Regions from separate parts of the Danio rerio genome. Here region 2 is linked to region 1. The links are chromatin contacts, called in public Hi-C maps. All regions are on one chromosome and are shown on one strand. The core of a region is the stretch at or near the end of the contact, and the rest is flanking DNA. Distances in the headings are between cores, read along the strand shown.

What was found. Hi-C and Micro-C count contacts between places; a contact is called where the count stands out from the background.
Region 2: a contact with region 1 is called in a Hi-C map of embryo, with 2.3 times the contacts expected there. The contact joins two enhancer-like sites.

The regions. Positions count from the first base shown.
Region 1 is chr23:26,213,481-26,218,607 of GRCz12tu, forward strand. No RefSeq gene overlaps it. Among named protein-coding and RNA genes, the nearest start is that of perm1a, 16 kb to the left of the region's middle. Within about 2 kb of position 2,006, at least 17 of the 62 cell types and tissues checked have an H3K27ac peak or open chromatin away from gene starts, as enhancers often do.
Region 2 is chr23:26,386,150-26,391,276 of GRCz12tu, forward strand. The region is part of intron 2 of LOC137489184 (a long non-coding RNA gene); the gene reads right to left. Among named protein-coding and RNA genes, the nearest start is that of agrn, 37 kb to the right of the region's middle. Within about 2 kb of position 2,107, at least 12 of the 62 cell types and tissues checked have an H3K27ac peak or open chromatin away from gene starts, as enhancers often do.

The DNA of each region.
Region 1 (5,127 bases), core at 756-3,255:
TTCCTTATGGATCAATAAGTTACTTTTGGCTTTAGGAACTGAATGGAATGCTGTCTTTATTTCAGTGTAGAAATGTTTTTTTTTTTTTTTTTATCACTTGTCAGAAGTCCTAAATCACATGAAGTTCCTTTTATGGACACTACTGTTTTGAAAAGAAGTCCCTTCTGCTCAGCAAGGCTGCAATAAAATATTGAATGAAATAATGTAAATAAAAAAGAAAGAAATATAATAACTTTTTATTATTTAAAATCTAATCACAATTATTCAAATAGAAAGCATCTAGTCTTCGCTGACCTTTCAGAAATTATTAAAATGCTCATTTAGTGCTTTTTGAATTATTATTACATTTTATTATTATCATTAATATTCAAAACAGCTATGCTACTTTATTTAATTATTGATTTATTTATTGCAGAATGCACTGTATATTACAATTAAAAACCTTTAAGTAAATCGTTTAAACCCTAAACGACACCTTAAATTTATTGAAATCGACTTAAAGTCAGTAAACACAAAATGTAAACTCTGTTCCTCCAACTCTGGTCTTTTAACAGTCCCCTCTACTCGTCTGCACTCTATACCTTTTCTTTTCCTTGGCTCCGAGGCTCTGCAACTCTCTCCCCTATGACATTAGACACGCTGAATCTTTTAGATTGTTTAAATCATCATTGAAAACACAAAACTTTACACTCGCCTATGCACTTTTACCAGTTTATTATCTGTTTCTAGATTTTTAATGTTTTATCTAATTTGAATGTTTCTATTGTACTGCTACTCTAAGCAGTTCTTATATCTGTATCTTTTTTGTGTAAAGCACTTTGAGAACTAAGTTTTAAAAGTGCTATATAAAAGTACATTATTATTATTTTCTTTTCAGTTATTTCTTAAAAAAAACATTTATTTGTGATTATTTTCTAAAGCTTTAACAAAACATTTAGGACAATCAAGGTTGTAATTTTTTCCCTTTTATTGAACCTTAATAAATTAACAAACTTTTATATTGAAAATACAATTTTGACAGGAATGGTTAAAAATACAGCAAAATGGAAAATAATAATAATAAATACAAAGAATACAATTATAATAATATTTGAAAAATAAAAAAATAAACGTTACAGTATTCTTATTATTTAAAAAAATATATTTTTCCAATAAATGTTGTCAGTTTGATCTTCCTATAAATAATTTTCACAACATAAAGCAGACAATATAGTTTTCAGTATTGATGACAATAATAATAACCTGATCAAAATAAAACAGCCGTGCATGTTCCTCAGCAAATGATAATATTGGTATGATTTCTGAAAGATCATGTGACTCCAGAGACAGAAGTTAAGCTAAAAATGCAGCTTTTGTTTCATATTTTTTGACCTCACAGTACTACAAATGTCAAAATTATTCTGTATTAGTCTGAGATAAGCTTTTTTTACCTGTTTATATTTATTAATTCATTCAATAATTCATTTTCAGCTTAGTCCCTTTATTGGGGTTCCCTCAGCCATATGAACCACCAACTTATCCAGCACATTTTATGCAGCGGATGCCCTTCCAGCTGCAACCCATCTCAGGGAAACATCCATACACACCGACTCCCACACATATAACACGGCCAGTTTAGCTAAAGCAATTAATCTACAGCACATGTATTTGGACTGTGGGGGAAACTGGAGCACCTAGAGGAAACCCACGCGAACACTTGGAAAACACGCAAACTACACACAGAACTGCCAACTGACCAAGCAGAGGCTCGAACCAGCAATCTTCTTGCTGTAAAGCGATTGTGCTACCTACTGCACCACCGTGTCGATCCTATTTTAATTGATATTATTATTTATTATTTGCACAAAAGCTCTGTCTTTACGTTAAGATCTGAAACAGAAGAGATGAATGCAATCAGTGTTGTGTGACTCATGTGTGTCTGGCTGAGGTCCACATGAGCAGGATCTCAGTCAGCGGAGGACAGGCTGTGTTCTCCTCTTCCAGGCCTGAGGGGGAGGCTTGAGGGAAGGGTCTCAGACCACAGCCTTCCTCTTCATGATGAGTCACTTCTGAAGCATTAAAGGTCACCCAGGCAGGAATAGGATGAGTGTTATTTTTAGGTTAATAACACACCTCCATTGTCCTATCCAGTTGCAGAGATTTGGTATGACTGTGTAATAGAATCCCTCTTATCCGTTAAAGGGCTGAGCTTTTACTATAAATGATGCTTTTTGGATAAAGTTCGTAAATATTTGTAGGATAAGAGTATTGAGCTTAGTGAACTATCATCTCTGTTTTTTCTTCTTCTTTCTGTTAGCCACTGAACTCATACATCAGTTGAGCTTGCCATCAGCTTGCTATCAGCTTATCAGCTTTTCAGACAGACATGTGGCCTCCATATGTCACAAGATGTGAGGAATCGTGCTAATTAGTACAGTTAACAACACACTGGAATATGTGTTATTGTGCAATTGCTTCCTTAAGCGTGGTTTTCTAATTGATTTAACCCTTGAGTTATGGTTAAAAATGTATTCTTGTTTTACTCCAATTAAAATTTGGTGAAGTTTGATAATATTTAGAGATAAAATAAAATCACCTAATGAAAGGAGAAAACTTAGTTATTATAATAAAGGAGTTTTTACAGGCTGTTGATACATTTCCAGATTTTCCACAGTCATCAACAGTGTTGGGGAAAGTTACTTTAGAAAGTAATGCATTACAATATTGAGTTACTCCCCCCAAAATAACTAGTTGCTTTACTTAGTTACTTTTTATGGTAAGTAATGTGTTACGTTACTTTTGAGCATAGGGGTCATCTGGTGACACTTTTTGCGAAGAATTTAGTAGAAACATTATTTTGGAAGTATCATAACTAGAAACTTAATTTATCAAATAAGAAACTATACAGTTTTAACTTTTATTTAAAGCTCACAATGCAAATTCTATTAGATCCACTTATTTGGTAAACAAAGCAAGTCTCTCATATTATACATCTACTTAAAGACAGAGAATGTGACTTTACATACTGTATTGTAAATAAATCAAACGAACACTTTCATATAGTCAACAATATTACTGAAACTATTTAAAAGACTGAATAAATATAAATGTACACACATTTACACAACTAAATAAATACTCAATGATAGCCTAAAAATTTGCAGATTTCTGTGTGTGCAGATTTCGTGTGGTCCTATTTTGAGTAACGCTTTCTGACCTGGCTGAGTCTTGATCTCTCTCAAAACTTGCAGGGTTTTAGGTTTTTTCTTTTCTTATTTTTTATTTAAATAGAGGAGTTTTACAATTAAAAACACACATAATATACATTGTTTACCTTAAAAAAACACATAAAAAATGTATGTGGGGTAATGTTGTCTTCGAAGAACTTCCTGACACTATTCATGCTGTATATACAGATTAATGAAAGTTTAAAGCAATAGATTTGCTACTTTCATACTTTATGTCTTATTAAAAAGTGAAATCACTGTCCATTCAGAAATTTTCCTTTTCCTCCATGTGTTCAAAATAATGAGAATATTTCCATCGCAGATATGTAAGTCTCTGTCATCTTCGTTTCTGTCTGTTCTTGCATGCATTCTCTCATTGTGTGCGGGCTTCAACATGACTGTGTTCATTTTAATTCAGCAATTTAGTTTTTAAAAGCAAATTAATTCAACTAAATAGTAACTCACATTACATTTTTAAAAAAGTAACTCAAACATTATTACGTCATTTTTAAAACTAATGCGTTACTTTACACGTTATTCAGAAAAGTACTATTATTACGTAACTTGAGTTACTTGTAATGTGTTCCCCTCAACATTGGTTATCAACAACTCAAATAGTATATTCATATCTTATTAGGGAAAAAAATTGCTTGGGGGCTAATAATATTGACCTTAGCAGTTTATACAGATTTAAAGATATTTCTTTTAGATTTCAATTAGTTTAATTGTGTTTAGTATGAGCTGGTATTTAGTTTTAGTATTAAACTAAATTTAGGAATATAATAGTAAATACTGTGGAACATATAATTTATATATTATGTATTTATCACACAATGTTGAGAAAAAAAAATTGTGATTCATGTCTCTGAAGTTAGATGAAGTTTATTTATAAACTAATTTCAAGAGGATCACGGGCTTATGATTGCCAGCCCCAATTCAAGCTAATGTACGAACCACCAATCAGACAATTCCTAACTCAGTATAAATAATCAAAGCATCTTATCTTTTGCCATCTTCGTCTTGAAAAATCCCCCCTTCCACCCCTCTCCTCCTCTTTTTCCTCTATAAGGGGTTTTTCCTGGGTCCTCCGGTTTCCTCCCACAGTCCAAAACATGAGATATAAGTTAATTGACTAAACCAAATCAGAACCATATTCAAATTACACCAGCACCACACACTCATAGCAACCCTTAAGCAGCAGAAGGGGTGTGGGGTGGGATATACCTGAGCTCAAACTCCACTCTAACCCTGCAAATGGGAGGGAGCCCCTGGCTCGAGGATCTCATGAGCTCAGGGCTCTCTCCCTGGACAGCATGCCAAACTAGCTTATAACCAATCATCAGGTAAGTGTGAACTGTTGAAAGTGGGTTTAAATTTAAACATACATAAAAATGTAAACTAAATAGCCAAGTTAGGTCAATAGTAATCTAAAAGTAATCCAAAAGTAGTCTACAAATACTAATTATTTGTTTATATACTGTTTTTGTTATCACTACCTCTATACTACAGTTAAAATCAGAATTATTACCCCCCCCCCCCCTTTGATTTTTTTTTTCTTTTTAAATTTTTTTTCCAAATGATGTTTAACAGAGCAAGGAAATTTTCACAGCATGTCTGATAATATTTTTTCTTCTGAAAAAAGTCCTATTTGTTTTATTTCGGCTAGAATAAAAGCAGTTTTTTTATTTTTTACCCATTATATGGGTAAAATCATTCGCCCCTTTAAGCTATATATTTGTTTTTCGATTTTTAGTCTTCAAAATATTGTTATGCAATAACTTGCCTATTTACCCTAACTTGCCTAGTTAACCTAATTAACCAAGTTAAGCCTTTAAATGTCACTTTAAGCTGCATAGAAGTGTCTTGAAAAATATCTAGTCAAATATTGTTTACTGTCAAAAGATAAAATTTAAAAAACTAT
Region 2 (5,127 bases), core at 857-3,356, 170 kb after region 1:
CCTATCTCTCATTCCGTGTTGTTCAAAAAGCTCAGTGTTGGTCCACAAACAAAAGTGAAACCTATGCTTATTGGTTGTGATATAGCGAGTTTGAACCAATCTGGGCATGGAGGAGGGACAATGCATCAATGTATCATGTCTGGTTTGTCCGGAGACACAGTGACGAGCGTTTCTTTGTCAAATCAGCGTTGTCAAATTTTGATGACGTAACCGCACTGATTCCGGAGCCTCTGAAAGTCCGCGAATGTTATGTGATACAGCACTGGAAAGCTGAGATTCTCTTCTTTATGCCAATCTGAATTGAATTGTATGAATCGGATCAGCGGATCAAAAGTTATAAAACATTTAAGAGCAATACTTTTTTTTAGCCGCGGGCGGCTGTCTCGGTCTTTAAGGGTTAAAACCGTTGATATGCAATTGTTCATGGTATGATAATCGTTCAAATCGTGGTAAACCGTCATACCAGTATATTGTTACAACCCTACATGGCACAAACATTATTCTTTATTTATCTGCAATATTTCCCTGTAAATATAATTAGTGTGAAAAGTAACAGATGTTATTGGCATCACACTTCCCCATAGTGTTCATTTTACCTTAAAACTAGTCAAAGGTATGTTGAACTAGGTTTGCGGTTTCACAAAAATGTAGGCTGAAGCATGTAATTCCAATGTGCCTGGGCTGTTTAATGTAAAGCATTGGTAAATGCTGTAGTTTTTCTTCTCTTGAAAACAAACAGACTTACAATCATTTCTTCCAGACCTTAATCCACTACATATCGCATAAGTCTTAATCTAGAGTAGGTGTTTAACCTTTACAGACCACAACTCTTAAAACACAACAGCTACTTTAGCCATAGTATTGTAGCAGCTGTAGCTACAGATTTTTGCTTTATGGGACTAAGGACACACAGACAATACAGAAATGGAAATTGGTTCACTTAGTCCCTCTCTGGTCATCAGTCAAGAGAACATTTCAGATTGGACAAAAAAAGCCAAAAAGGAAGCAGAGAGGTGATTTGACAAAAAGAATGGGTTAAAAGAAAAGCACTAAAACACCTACTGAGCAAAAGAAAGTGAGAGAGAAAGCAGAAGAGGGTCTCTTTTCATGGGTGTCCACACACTAAAGACAGGCAGCACTTGACAATACTGTACAATGCTGTTCTGCACTATTAAGTGCTGTGGAGGGCTGGGCCCAAGACAAAGCCTTCCACGGTCCCTGGAGCTGCAAGCCCCAGTGGGTCTCCTTTTTCAGCCCATATGTTTCTGCCCACTCATAGACCCCTCACAGGCCGCTCTCAGCCTGCTTTTGCTGTACAGCCACATGCTCAGCATCTGGATACATAAGAGGACAAGACTCTGGTCACCTTGACTACCAGCCCTCCTGGGGTGGAGGTGTCATCCTGCATGGTAAAACTGCAAAGGGATTGAGATAATGTCCAACAGTTATGGGAAACTCTAATTTAAGAATGTATTCCCAGTAGCAAAATAAGGTAAAATCCAAAGGCCTGGGACTACATTGAAAACCTGGTGAATAGTCTGAATTAAATTAAAAGTGAAATAAGACTATTATATGTAGGTCATTAATAAATACATAAAGTTTATGAAGTTTAAGTGATGCTGTTATTACAGCGAAATGATTTCTGAAATTCATGTAACTACATTCATTAAAGTTTCACCCAAACTGTTACCTTGTTCTACAACAACATAATTTTTCTAACATATTGTGTGCTATTATCGGTTTATTGCATTTGGTCAGTTCTGAATCTCTATAGAAATATCAGGAAGGTAAAAGCAACAGCTCTGGCAGTTCTCGGTCGTAAATACATATAGTTACTAAGTGTGTGTGATCTGTGACTGATGGACATTGTGTTTGTGACAGTGATGGACTGCCAGGATGCTGCCAGAAGAGAGGACCTGTCTTAACTTCTTTAACACATGGACACAAAAGAACCAAGAAGACAGAAAGAAGAGAGAGAAAGAAAGGAGATGGGGGAGTGCAAGGATGAAGGAGAAGAAGAATCACTTCTTAACAAGTGTTTACCCTCATTCTGTTCCTGAGCTGCAGTGCAGTAACCAACCATGGAGAAAGGCAGCTCCTGATCCAGGAAGAAATCTCAAAGCCCTTGAGGTCAGGGGTCACTAACTCTTCCATTGTTCCTGACAGGGCAAGCACACTCCAGCTTTTCTCCAGCTTTCAAAGGCCTGGACTGGGGGAGGAAAGATATGCCAGGAACAACTGGGTCAGGACCAGGGGCTTTGTGGCTACTAGGGAAGAAAGAATCAGTCAGAAAAGGTTAAATGAAGAGCGAAAGGACCCTTCTGTCCAATTATGGAGGGACAAACACTCTCTGTGGCCCATAGGGTCAAAGTTCACTATAGCCTTTAGCAGTGGCACACTCATGCCTTTTGTAGCTCAGATAAGATGAACCTCCACTGTGTTTATTTATGTCACTCACTGCCCAGTTTTCAGGGATATAAATATTCCAAACTTGAAAGCTGCCACTTAGCAGTATAATTTTATTGATAACAAAACAGGATAGGTAAAGTCGGTAATCTTATATATGGCCACATAGCCAACATCTCTTAAAACACTCTGCTACAGATCCCTTTTTAATTGGATGGCTTACTGGACAAAAAGTGAACAAGGACGTCTTGACTTTCAAACAGTGTTTCCAAACTTGAGCAAATCTTGGTTTGAGTGAATGGGCTTCATTGAGAATCAGAACACCAAATAGTCTGACTGCTTAGATTCAGATGCTGTCCAATATAAAAGCACACAAAGGACACTCTGAGATCCAGACGCTTTCATGTCCACTGCAAGAGGATAGAAAATGCAAGCCTAGCATGTAAAAAGGAGAAACCCTTGATGAGAATGGGCTCCTTCCGCCCCTTCCTTTCAGCTCTGCAGTCATTGAGGTAGGCCTCCTCTCGAGCTCATAACTATCGCAGGCCAGACCTGCACTTGTCAGCTAATACCTGTCCAGCACAAAGGCCCTTGCTGAGCAGCACAGTGAGTGTCTTGGTCCAAGCCTTAGTGGATTAGGCCACCGGAGGTATTTCCTCCTGACTTTGGTACCACAAGATTAGCTTCTAAAATTAATCACCTGCTTGTTAGGTTAACAAGCAAGGTGCAATCATGTTACTGCGCTTGACCCTGCCTTCATCAGTGTTACGCTGAGTTCTTGACTGTGAATGCAGCTGTAAAGTTACTGCAAATTTGAGACTGGCTGTCTGAGGACCATGCACTCTTGTTATTATCTTGGTAGTGATGGGGACCGATTGAGCTGGTGGCGCTTTATTAAAACGGTTTAGTAAATCCTGTGATGGATTTAATCGCTCTCTGGATCAAGGCAATGCATCTGAAGTCACATTCCTGAGGCTCTTTAAAGTTCTCAGACAGTGCATTCTTGAAGTTCATCAAAACTTCCAGGATTAGATGTGGAGAAGGAGTGCCACTTAGACAAGCACTTGAAAGTCTTGCATTCATTTTCTACATCTAACTCTTGCATTCAACTTCAATGCATTAAAATAGTTTTCTGGTATTGATATACACTATTTTCCTAGTCAAGTTATTTTCCATCAAAATGAATCCATGAATCCTATTTATTTCCATGTCAGCATTATTACGTGGATAAATGTGTTGTGTAAAAAAACTGTAATGCAGAGGACAGAGAGGCCTATTTCAGGCTTATCCATTTTCTGTGCATGACCCCCGAATTCTTTATGTTGGATCGGGGAACCAAGCAAGGCATAGCAGAGAGGTGAGGGATGACAGAAGGGGGTGGTAGGGGCAGATTTTCTTCTCCCTTGGACTCCTCTCGGCAGGCATCCTCCATCCCTCATGAGCTGGTCTAAGCCTGTTGGACACACATCAGGGTTAGTGTGAGCAGACTCAGCTGGAGCATGCCAGGCTCAGCTTTTCTTACCGGATGACCTTTAATCATGGGATCAGGGGCCATGCCTGCAGCTGGACACATCCAGGATTATACTAACACCCAAGGTCACACTTTCACAGTCAGGTCACTGTCACATTGGGCCAGGTCTGACTTATGTGATGGTGTGATCTGCACAGCCAGAGTCCCACGTCTTGGTTGATTACAAGATTGCTTGGGGTAAACCCGTTCAAGGAGTCATCATCAGTGTCACTGTCATTTAACCATATCATTCTTTACATTGAATGGTTCTATGCTACTTCTTTAAGCTGATTCTTACCTCACAGAGTCTCATTTACATTCCAACCAAAAATTATCAAAGACCTACAATGTGAGACCTTGGCCGGTCTGCAAAAATCGCTTTGATGTTTGCTGTTTTATCAATGAAACTCTGTCTTGCTTGGGAACAGGTGCAACAAGTGTGAACGTTACTTAACTGTTGTGCCCATTCAAGATGTAATGCATGAGTGAGGGGCCTCGCTGTGTGGTAAATAAACAGTTGATCTAACAAACACTTGAAAAGATCAAAAAGGTGCTCAATGCTCTTCAGAATCTTGAGGTTCCCAGCATGGTGTCCGTACAGCACACAAACGACTGATTAGCACAGCGGCATCTATCTTGCGGACTGTTTTAAGCTGCGGTGTGGGCTGACACCGGACTATGCAGAGCTCCTGGAGTGCGAATGGGGGATTTCTCTGAGGTGCTGTCAGCGGTGCTGAAAGGCCTCTCTGTCAGCCAGAGTCAGCAGGGAGGCCGAATGAGTTGACCGAATTATTGCTCAGGCCAATGGCCTCACTCTGAACAGCAGTTTGTCTTGTGCTGGCATAGACTGACTTTCTCAGTGCACATGTTCCTTATCTTGCCTGGGATAAGGAACAACCCCCAACCCTTGCCTTTTTGGCATGCAACACACACAAATCTCTTCCTTCTAATCTCCCTTACTTTTTCCTTCATATTTCTCATCTACGTCCCCCAAACCCTCCCTCTTACTCATACCACCAGCAAGGTGCGCCCTCATTTCTGCTTCCCACTCTAGGGCAGAAGAGAAGGAGGATGAAGAGCCAGGATCTTTTCATAAGGAACAATCTGCCAGGGAGCTGGAAAATGAGCGGGCACTCAATTAAGAGCTGCCCATTGAGGCGTTGGAGTGAGTCTGAATGAGGGCCCCTCCAAAGGAATGAAGTCCAATGAAT